2 separate regions of the Mus musculus genome follow, and region 2 is linked to region 1. The links are chromatin contacts, called in public HiChIP or PLAC-seq maps. All regions are on one chromosome and are shown on one strand. Each heading gives the region's core, a stretch centred on a gene start, on an enhancer-like site or on the middle of the called end of the contact. The rest is flanking DNA. Distances are from core to core; before and after follow the strand shown.

What was found. HiChIP or PLAC-seq counts read pairs in DNA pulled down with a chosen protein or histone mark.
Region 2: a FOXA1 HiChIP or PLAC-seq map of pancreatic cancer cells shows a contact between it and region 1. The contact joins two enhancer-like sites. A contact is called at or near these places in 1 of 15 datasets of contacts at CTCF or cohesin (the NIH/3T3 cell line), 7 of 484 Hi-C or Micro-C datasets (the N1E-115 cell line, embryonic stem cells, epidermal suprabasal cells and 2 more) and 3 of 115 datasets of contacts at active chromatin or transcription factors (embryonic stem cells, microglia and pancreatic cancer cells).

What each region holds. Positions count from the first base shown.
Region 1 is chr10:111,541,738-111,547,508 of GRCm38.p6, reverse strand. No RefSeq gene overlaps it. Among named protein-coding and RNA genes, the nearest start is that of Gm30193, 29 kb to the left of the region's middle. Within about 2 kb of position 2,663, at least 144 of the 459 cell types and tissues checked have an H3K27ac peak or open chromatin away from gene starts, as enhancers often do. A contact at or near this core is called in the NIH/3T3 cell line and pancreatic cancer cells, where this site is marked.
Region 2 is chr10:111,617,473-111,622,840 of GRCm38.p6, reverse strand. No RefSeq gene overlaps it. Among named protein-coding and RNA genes, the nearest start is that of Gm40763, 16 kb to the left of the region's middle. Within about 2 kb of position 2,795, at least 68 of the 459 cell types and tissues checked have an H3K27ac peak or open chromatin away from gene starts, as enhancers often do. A contact at or near this core is called in the NIH/3T3 cell line and pancreatic cancer cells, where this site is marked.

The DNA of each region.
Region 1 (5,771 bases), core at 1,414-3,913:
AACAGCAGTAAGAACTCAGAAAGGAAGAAAGAAAGAAAGAAAGAAAGAAAGAAAGAAAGAAAGAAAGAAAGAAAGAAAGAAAGGAAGGAAGGAAGGAAGGAAGGAAGGAAGGAAGGAAGGAAGGAAGGAAGGAAGGAAGGAAGGAAAGAAGGGAGAGAGAGAAAAGAGAGGGAGAGGGAGAGAGACAGAGAGAGAGAATTAATACGGTGGCTATGAAGCAAGTCCAGGGTCCTCAGCCAAATAAACACAGAGGGGACTTGCCTAAGAAGAACTTAGCTGGGGGGGAGGGGGGGGCAGGGCATGCACACCTTTAATCCCAGGACTTGGGAGCCAAAAGTAGGCAGATCCCTGAGTTCCAGGCCAGTCTGGTCTACAGAATAAGTTTCCAGGACAGTCAGGGCTACATAAAGAAACCTTGTCTCAAACAAAAAACAAAAACAAACAAACAAACAAACAAACAAAAAAACAAAACCTGAAAACATACAAACAAACAAAGAACTTAGCTTTTGAGCTCAACCTTTGAATTCCTGGTGTCTAGTGTGGTGAGCCTTTGATAGTTTCTGAAGCTTTCTAGTGACAGTGGCCTTTCTTACACAGTAGGAACAGTAAGCCACCATCCCGAGTATCGTTGGTATCTATAAAATACTGTTAGCTGTCTGCCCCTGAGCGAAGCTGTGTTAGCCGGTGACAAAAAAATAAAGGAAACTGTGGAAGTAAAAGAAGCTAAGAATAAGACTTTATGTCCCATCCCACTTACCCTCTTTCCCTAGTTCAGCAGAGAATATTCCAGATCAAGGAAGATCTAAAAGCCCCCCCCCCAAAAACTACACAGAAATAGCAAGTGAGAAGTTGAGGGTGGGGAGGGGAACCCTGGAACTAGAAAAAGGCTCCTGTCACGAGTGGGTTCTGTAGATTTTGACATTGCTGGGCTGTTTCCCACTAAAGTTAGAGAAAAGAGCCTAGAATAAGGAGGGGCTCAGTCTTCCCTGCGGGAGCTATGTAACTCTACTTGCAGCCTAGAAACTGCAGCACGTAGGAGGACCACTGTAAGTGTCATGCAGTGTCATGCTTGGACCACTGCAGCGTCAGGCTTGGGCCACTGCAGTGCCATGCTTGGACCACTGCAGTGTCAGGCTTGGACCACTGCATTGTCATGCTTGGACCACTGCAGTGTCATGTTTGGACCACTGCATTGTCATGCTTGGGCCACTGCAGTGTCAGGCTTGGACCACTGCAGTGTCAGGCTTGGACCACTGCAGTGTCAGGTTTGGACCACTTCAGTGTCATGCTTGGACCACTGCAGTGTCAGGCTTGGACCACTGCATTGGCATGCTTGGACCACTGCAGTGTCAGGCTTGGACCACTGCAGTGTCAGGCTTGGACCACTGCAGTGTCAGGTTTGGACCACTGCATTGGCATGCTTGGACCACTGCAAGTGTCTTGCTTACTTCACCTCCACAGTGTTATCATTCTAAATGTATGTTTTAGCAGAAGTGCTCTTAGTTCACGACTGGAGACATGGGTTAGCAGTTCTGTGCAATTCTGAGAAGAAGAAAGACTACTACACACACACAGAGCTAGCCCCGTGTCCCCTGTGGTCATTACTTAACACAAATGAATTACACGGTGCCATGTGCAGAAGATAAAGGTGATACTGCCCTGAAAGTAATTAACCAGCACACAGACATAATCACAAAAGCAAGGGAGTGGCTACCACAGATAGGGGTACCCCAAGGAGTGGCAAGGGCGTTGTCTGGAAGGCAAACAAAGGAGGGGCTTCTGGGCTGGACCTGTTTCATTTCTTGATGGAGGGTGTTTGGTTGATAATTATTTCTTATACTGTGCACTTAGTTTTCTGTTTGTATATAAAGGCAAAAACAAAACAGTGACCTCCCTTCATTGAGGAAACAACACCTTGATAGGGACCTCAGTGTGAAGTACAATTGTCATCTTCCTTAGCTGATGTCTGCTGTCGCCATATGCTGTCCTTCTGGAAGGCGGATTTTTTTTTTCTTGAGGATCCATGACTACACTTCTCTGAATAGTTTAGTCTAAATGACATGAGAGCATATTTTTATTTTGTGTGTGTATATGTATATGTGTTCATGTTCATGTGTCTCCATATGTGCACATGTGTCAAAGCCAAGTCATCTTCATGAGTCATTCCTCACACGCATTCCACCATATTGTTGCTGTTTTCTAGCATTTATTTTATTTTTTTTATGTTTTGTTTTGTTTTTTGTTTTTGAGACAGGCTTCTCTGTATAATCCTGACTGTCCTGGAACTTGATCTATAGGCCATGCTAGCCTTGGATTCAGAGATCCATCTGCCTCTGCCTCTGTCCCCTATCCCAATTGCTGGGATTAAAAGCATACACCACCAATGCCCGGTGATTTTTAGTTATGTGGGCGTGTATCTCTGTGTGGGTATGTTCATATGTAGGTAGGTACCTAGAGAGACCAGGCTAGGGTGTCAGATAATCTCTAACTGAAGTTACAGTCAATTATGAGCCATCCCAGGTCAGTGCTCGGAACTGAACTTACATCATCTGCAAGAGAAGTACTTACTCAGAACCACTCAGCTGTCTCTCCAGCCCCATCCTGTTTTATGAGACCAAGTTTTTCATTGGCCTGTAGTTTACAGATTAGAGTAGGCTGGTTGGCCAGCAACCCCAGGGAATCTCTCTTTCTCTATCTCTTGGCACTGAGATTACAAGTATCAGCCAGGCAGCACATCTAGCCTTTTGTTTGTTTGTTTTTGTTTTTAGAGACAGGGTTTCTCTGTATAGTCCTGGCTGTCCTGGAACTCACGTTGGAGATCAGGCTGGCCTTGAACTCGGAGATCCAGCTCTCTGCCTCCCGAGAGCTGGGATCAAAGGCGTGCATCTCCACCATCACCCAAACCACATCTGGCTTTTTCATGTAGGTTCTGGGGATTTGAACCCAAGCCATCATACTTATGCAACATGCACTTAACCCACTGAGCTATTCCTCTAGCCCCTGGAAAATGTATTAATATAAGAGCACATTTGAGGTCTATTTTAAGTGTCTGCCAATTCTGGAGTCAGAATTCAAGGAGACCACAAAAGATGATAATGTTATCCAAGCAAACAGGACAAAGAAAGAGGGCACAGATGGGCTTATAACACCACAGGAGGAAAATACAAAAATTGTAAGGGCTCTTAAGAACTCTGTTCTTCTAACGGAGAGGGGGCATAGCAGCGCCTTGGGGTTCATGTAAAGGAGCCCCCACCCCAGTCCCATACTTGGCATCCGAGTGACTCATCCAGAAAGCTATCCACTGCGTGCAGCAAAGAGGAAATGAATCATAGGAGTTTCTGACCTTTGCCCTTGTCATTCTTCATGGCAGTGGGGGCTGGGAGGGGGAACCACCCACAGACCGGCTCACAGTGCTGGAGAAGAGGCAGGTCAAACAAGGCACACACAGAAATGATGCAAATGCATTGGCTGGGAGAGCTGGAGACTCGGGTCAGGAGAGACAAGCTCAGCAAATACAGACAGTCATTCTATGATACAGAGAGCAGAGCCTATGCGTTGGCACGGATGGCAGTTAGCAGTGCCCAGTGGTGTCTTGTGCAGTCATGTGAACTTCTCACACTCCTAGCCGGGGTGGGAATGGGGGCAGCACAGAGGAGAACCATGACCTTTGAATTCCCATCTTACATCTGGCATTTAGAGAATTTGCTTGGCTTGCTTAGAGGAAGTCCACTGAGCTCCCGCCAGTGTGCAAGTGGGAAGGCATCTGTGATTCAGAGATTCAAAAGATGGAATCCCAGAGCCTTGCCTCGGGAAAGGCAGTGAGCTTCCAGTACCAGGCTGGCGCATCAATGGCATCTCAAGAGGAATCGAACACGTGTAGGGGTGGTTGAAGTTTGAAATAAAAGCAGAATGGGGTCCTTCCCCGATGCTAATAGGAAAGCAAAATACAGTTCTCTCAAAGAACATAGACAGAGCCAAGAGTAAAAGGGCAGTGAAGGCCACAAGGCAGAGCTTTAAATTGCCATCTAACTGTGTGCTTCTCGATGCCTGCATTTGAATCTATTTGAGCTCAGTGTGTGGAGGTGAGAGTGTGCAACTTCTCTGCTCACACTTCAGCTTAGAAAATGGTTAGCTACGTGTCTGAAAAGTACTTCCTCGGGCCAAGGTAGGTTTTTAATGTAATCTCTCTCCTCATCTGGGTCTACAGATGGTAGCTCAGCTTGCTAGACTCATTATGAAAAGAAGACACGGTCCCTCAAAGCAGCACACTTCACTAGGAAAAAATACTCCTCATAATTACAGAAGTGGGAGTCGGGGGTGTTCATGAAACCTGCAGCTCGGTTCACGGCCTTCTGTGCTTGGTGCAGAGGCACTGTATAGTGGATGATGCTCTGACCATTTCTCAAAAAGGAAGCCTGGGATTGATCCTCGATGCATCCCTCTCTCCCATCCGAACTGCCCACTAAATACTTCCACATTCCTTCTCCTTGCTCCCCCCAACAGCAGTTGGCTTGCTTAAGTGACAAAGAGGAGACAGTTTGTTCCAGTCAGGCAGGCAGCGTCTATTGCTTCTTCGCCTTCAGCATTTATCACTGGTAATGGAAGTTCCTCAGGCTCCTGTCATGGTACAGAGTTGCAGCAACCAGGGAGCCTCAGGGGCTCCTAACTTCTCAGAGACTCGACTCAGGCAGACCCAAGACCCATGACTGTAATGCAGAAAAGAATCCAGGCCGGGTGGTGGTGGCGCACGCGTTTAATCCCAGCACTCAGGAGGCAGAGGCAGGTAGATTTCTGAGTTCGAGGCCAACCTGGTCTACAAAGTGAGTTCCAGGACAGCCAGAGCTACACAGAGAAACCCTGTCTCGAACCCCCCCCCCCAAAAAAAAATTAACAAAAAAACTTAATATGGACATCAAATACTAGGTCTAGAATGTTTTCAGCCTCTGAGACTTACTGCCAAATAAGCTCACACTTTCAAGGTTTTTTGTTGTTGTTGTTTTTTGTTTTTTCTGAACTCTGGCTAGCTGACCAACTCCTCTGTTCTGGCTCAAACTCCTCTCCAAACTGACTGATTCAAATTCTCTTAGCTTCTAACTTAATTGCTCATACTAACTTTGGCAATCTATTCTAATCTTTTGACTCCTTCTCACTCTCTGGCTCATTCTGTCTTCACCTGTGATTAGCTGTTCTCTCTTCAACCTATCTCTGTAGAACTTTCCAGGTAAAACTCTCCTCCCTTTCTCTGTCCTGCTTTCTCTTAAGTCACCTCTCTTCACTGTTTTTGTGAGAGTTGGGCATAGCCTATCTGTCAAATCTTTCTCTGATTCGTCACTTTGTCTGCCACTCAATTAGACAAATCACTTTCAAACATGGGTGCTTCCTTCTACAAACAACTTTACCTTCATTGTTTGGGATTAAAGGTGTGTGCTGTATTCCAGGTATGCTGTAAGGGTATGTCTGTATTCCAGCCATGCTGTGAGGGTGTGTCTGTATTCCAGGTATGCTGTAAGGGTATGTCTGTATTCCAGCCATGCTGTAAGGGTGTGTCTGTATTCCAGGTATGCTGTAAGGGTATGTCTGTATTCCAGCCAGAGTAGCCATGTAGCTGGGTTAAAATCCCTCTACACTACAGTGTTTCTCTAATAAGCACAAAGCCCTGAGCTCCATCCTCAACACTGCATAAACTGGGCATGGTGGCACACACCTGCAACACGTACTCGGGAGGTAGAGGCAGGAGGATTAGAAGTTCAAGGTCACCTTCTGCTACATAT
Region 2 (5,368 bases), core at 1,546-4,045, 75 kb before region 1:
AACACTATATAGCTATTTAAGGTGAACCAATACATGTGTATCTTTAGTGAAGAATAGCGAGACAGAGCAAACCAATGCTCAGTGCTCATCTCCCATTGTCTGTGGGGTCATATTTATACTCCTTCATCACAGGTCCTTCCACCTGTTTGCTATATCCACACATCCTTTCACCTGTATCTGCTTCAGGAAAGTAGTCTTTCATCTATTTGCTTTAGCAAGACATCCTTTCACCTGTGTGCGCCAGCAAACCAACATGTGACATAACTAACTTTCCAGAGAAACTAGAAGTTTCCACTTTGAAGTTGTTTGCAACAAGCCAGGCAAGGTAGTGTGACCCTTTAGTCCCGGCAGAGGCAGAGAGGCAGAGAGGCAGAGAGGCAGAGAGGCAGAGAGGCAGAGAGGCAGAGAGGCAGAGAGGCAGAGGCAGAGGCAAGCAGATTTCTGAGCTCCAGGCCAGCCCATAAAGAGCAAGAAACTTTGACTTGAAAAACAGACAACAGAAGAGGAGGGGGAGGGGGAGAGAGAGGTAGAAGAGAGAGCGAGGGAAAAGAAAATACTTTGCAACACGGTGTGTGTCATGTGTAGTTCACACCTGCAATCACAGAACTCTGGAGACTGAGACTAAAAGCTTTGCTCAGAGCCCAAGGCCAGCTTAGATGTACACTGAGTTCCAGGCTATCCAGAGCTTTGAAACAAGGCCTTATCTCAAAACCTAAAAGCCTGAGGGTGGAGCAGCTTGCAATGGATAGAGTTGGAGCTGACCAATCAGAGCTGTGAAATACTTTACCTAAGCATTGCATGGCTGCCAAAAAAAGAAAGGAAAAAAAAAAAAAAAGCAGGTATACATTTTGGATAAAAATCAAAAGTGTTTGATCTAAGCCTGAATGGGCTGTGTCACTCACTGGTCACCTGTTCCCCAGATATGGGCCTGATCGTATCTCCTGCATCAGCTGGCTCTCTTTAGTCACTGACTTTTTTCCTTTACCTACTGTTCATTTCGCTCCCCAACTCCAGATCAAAGTTTCAAGCTACAGAGACTTTTACATTTATACCAGTCTTCTGTTTCCTTGTGTCGTCAGAATTCCATCCCTAAAGAGACTTAAACAGTGTCTACCCTCTTCTTTCAAGGACCAAGCAACAGCCAAGAGTATAATTCCATTAAGTTAGCCCCGAGGAACCAATGAGTTTATTAGGCTGACAACCTTCAGTGCATGTGTGCGGCGGATACTTACAGAAGCACAGAGGACCTCCAAATCAAGACAGGACATCCTTCACCCAGCCAGGAAAATGACTTCTCACATCCACAGAAACAGAGCCCCCACCCCCTCAGTTAATCTTGCCCAATCTATATAGCCTCCAGCTCCCTTGACCCTGAGGTCACATGAAATTAGAACAGAATTGCTTGCAGATGACTTGGAGTGGCAAGTGGAAACGGATAGAATCTCAGGTGGGAGACAGATCCTCTCCACCACCTTCTCTGGAGGAGCATCCACAGTCAGCAGGCTAGCTCACCATCAGTGGTCTTCAACCTTCCTAATGCTTCGACCCTTTAATTCAGTTCCTTGTGTTGTGGAGACACACACACAAGCACGCACACACACACACACACACTATTTTCGTTTCTACTTTATAACAGTAATTTTGCAAATGTTGTGACTCATACTGTAAATATCTGATATGCTGACTCAAGTGGGTCTCGAGCCACAGGTTGGGAACCACTTCTCTAGACTCTCTTTCTTATCAGTCAGTTCGAGTGATACAATCAAGATGGTGGCTGCTTTGCCTGAGGACTTTATTCTACAATACCTCGCTATTGCAAAGTGCTCTGTTCCGCTGCTCTCTGCCTCTTGTCCTTAAAGCTCTAGAATCAAGCTTGTCAGCCCCAGCATCTGCCCTGAAGTCCTCACTACTGTATCTAACTGCTTTGTCAGCAATGAATGAAAAAGGAGGACATGGCTGCTCCTGGGTGTGATTGAGGGGAAAGGTTTTATTGTACATATGAGGGAGAGCACATATAAGTCCAAACTAAAACAGGGAGGGGAGGGGAGGGAGAGGGGAGGGAGAGGGGAGGGGTGAGGGGAGGGGAGGGGAGGGAAGGGAAGGGAAGGGAAGGGAAGGGGAGGGAAGGGAAGGGAAGGGGAGGGAAGGGAAGGGGAGGGAAGGGAAGGGGAGGGGAGGGAAGGGGAGGGGAGGGAAGGGAAGGGGAGGGAAGGGAAGGGAAGGGGAGGGAAGGGAAGGGAAGGGGAGGGAAGGGAAGATGACAGGGTATGCCAGCCAGGATGATTTTGTAACAGGTACTTGTGAGCAGGGAAAGACTGTCAGCCAGAGTCTGCTTTGATGTGTTCAATAGACACCTCAGTAGCCATTTGTCCCTGGTTTCCTTGAGATCAAACAATCCCCTCTTAGGGTCCCCGTCATCATGTCAGACTCTCTAACATCAACACAAGTCTGTCCCTCAGAGAACTTCTCCATCTCAGTGAGAGGCTGTCTCAGACCTCATGGTGACTGTCATCTCTTCCTCCTCTCTCTCACACCAGAAACCTTAGTCTGGAAGCAGACTTCCAGGTTTCCCCCTTTCCTACCAGGATCACCCTGGTAACCATGGCTACCCTGGTAACCATCACCACCCTGGTACAAGACTTTGTCACCCCTGGCCTTCTTCTTGCACTTGACTCCCAAGTGGATACCCTTCTTCCACGCATGCGTCACCAAAGCTATTCTCCAACTTAGTCATCAGACTGGTCCTTTCAAAAGCCAGATTATGTCACTCTCCTGATCAAAAGCCACAAATGGCTTGCTTTCTTACTCAGAGCTGAAGTAGAATTCCTTACAAGAATCTACAAGAGCCTTCCTGATCCACCCCACAACTTCGTCATTCTTTTCTCTTCTGCACACCCCCTCCCCCGCCCCCCCCCCCACACACACACACCAGTCGTGATGACTCAGTGCAACGAGCTTCCTTCTTACCCCAGGCGTGGCAAGCACACGCCTGTTCTCACTCACCGGGGTCCTCTCCTAGGTATCCTTGTAGCTCATAGACCTCTTCCAGGCCATCTCTTCCCAAGAGCTGGCTAAGGGCCCTCTTGCTCTATTTGTATGGAAATCACGAATAGGCAAGGGATTGCTTTTCCAGGGTTGGCAGTTCTTGAATACCAGAAGCTATGGACTTGACTTTTAAACCCAGTGACTAATCGCTCTCAGCCCTGAGAATTGAGGCCGATGGCTACACGGTTTAAAAACCAAAGACCTGTAGCTCTCTAGGTGCTCTGACCAAAGCATGCTTTGGGTTTCAAAGGCAGAGGCTTATGACTCTGGGCCCTGAGAATCAGAGACTTATTGCTTCGTGTTTTAAAACCCAGAGACCTAGTTCCCCCTGTTCAGATGAGAGGCTTATGACAAATAGGACTGCAGCTTGCAAATTTCAGGTGTTAGAACCGTTGATGCGAACGACGATCTCTCTCACCTTAAAGGGAGTAAGATAGTTCATTCTGGAGCCATTTTGAGTGACCATGGCCCAAGAACAAAGATTTAGGTTACCCCAAATCCCAGGTTCCATCATGAAGTTTTAGAGTTTTACAGAACAAAGAACGTCATAAATCAAGGCAAGTTTAAAACACACCGGTGGGTACATCAGAGAGAGATGCAACAAGCAAGGGGAAGCAAGCATGTCTATGGGTCCAAGACGCTATCTGATAACATCCTTAGCTGTTGGGTTGGTAGAAACTATCGGCTTGCTATGTTAAGAGATTCCAAAAGGGTTTTGTCCATTAGTCACACGACATTAGTTCTGACACAGGGGTGAGCAAGAAATGGCCATTTAGGAAGCCTGGAACCAGCTCCAAATAAGGTAATTAGCCTCTGGACCTGCAACACTCCAACCTCTCCAAGGTACTGTCATTCTAAACAATTGACTAGTCTCTACAGATACAGCTTCATTACAGGAATTCTCATTTTCAGACCCATCGTTCTGAACTCTTAGATGTTCCAGGGCCCTCTTGGGGGGGAGGGGGGCTTAAGTTGCTGCCTCTGGCGGATCTCTGGATCGCTTCTGATGCTTCTGCACCGTTTCTGGGTGTGTCTGGAGCAGAAAAAGAAAAGACAACTTAGGAGAAGCCTTTACTGGGGTCTGGTGTAGGAGCACAAGGTAGCAGGTAGAATACTGGAGAGACACCATGTGAGTTCACACCAAAACAGTGAAAAGCAACCAGCGTTTATAATCAGAAGAGGGATGTGGCATATTTACGAAGTCTCTAGTTTAACCAATCCCAAGTGTCACACATTTGCATACGGACCAATCACATATTGTGTTACTCAGGAGGCGCCCCCTCCCCCTTTTCTGAATGAGACTAGCTACTATAGGAGCTACTACGGGTCAGATAAGGTCAACTGGTGTTTATAGAAGCTTCTTTGGGGCAAAGCAGCATTTCCTAAGGGTGGTGTCTGAGGCACGTTCTGACTGAAGCAAGGCCCTCTTGACACACCAAAATGGCTTCTTGGTTCTCCCCAGTCAAGTCTTCCGGGAAAGACTGTATATACCATGGGCAAAGCAGCCAGGCCATCACTGTGATAATGCTACTGCCAAAGAAAGGACTTGCTGCGTAGAAAGCTTCGTAAAGCAGCTGGGTGTGAGTGAAGGGTCTGACAGCTGTCAATCAAAGGGCTTGACCTGGCTTTTAGAAGCTTAGTGTATTTGGAGGAAACCTAAACTCTAAAGGGTTCATACACTAAAAATCTCTATGATGTTAACATTCATACAGTATTTAATAATGCTTACAGTCTAGCCTCATGTCCTAAGGGAGAGTTGGGGTCCCCTGATCCTTCTCCCTCAGGGTCTCATCATACAGGGTATTATCGGCCATCCTCAATAGCTTACTAGACTCCCAGCCTCTACTATACTTCGATTGTATCTATATCCTTTCTTACCAGGAGATCTGCTTGTTTTCTACTTCCCTGACTTCCCTACTTCCAGATCTGATTCCTTTCTTATTTATGAATTGGGAATTCTAGTGAGACTTACAACAGCCTCTTTTGCAAAACAAACTGGAGCAATGAGTTGAAAAAGTTTACTGTCACAGGCTAGCTAGTCCCCTGAAGTGCGGGGGTGAGAACCTCAAAGCCCATACTCCAACTTAAAGCCTTCCCTTTCAGGAAGAGCTGAGGGAGCTCCTTGCATTGACTTAATCCCACTAGAGTGCCCAAATTCCAGCCTGTGTTCTCTGTCTGTCCTCTGCGGAGCCAACCATCAGCTCTTGGAGGTGACAAGGGCTCTGATCAACCCAGATCTTCTGTCTTCGGCCTCTGTAGGGAAACACATTGCACTGACTGAGAAAGCAAAATAACAAAACTTTGTCATTTAACCTCATACTTG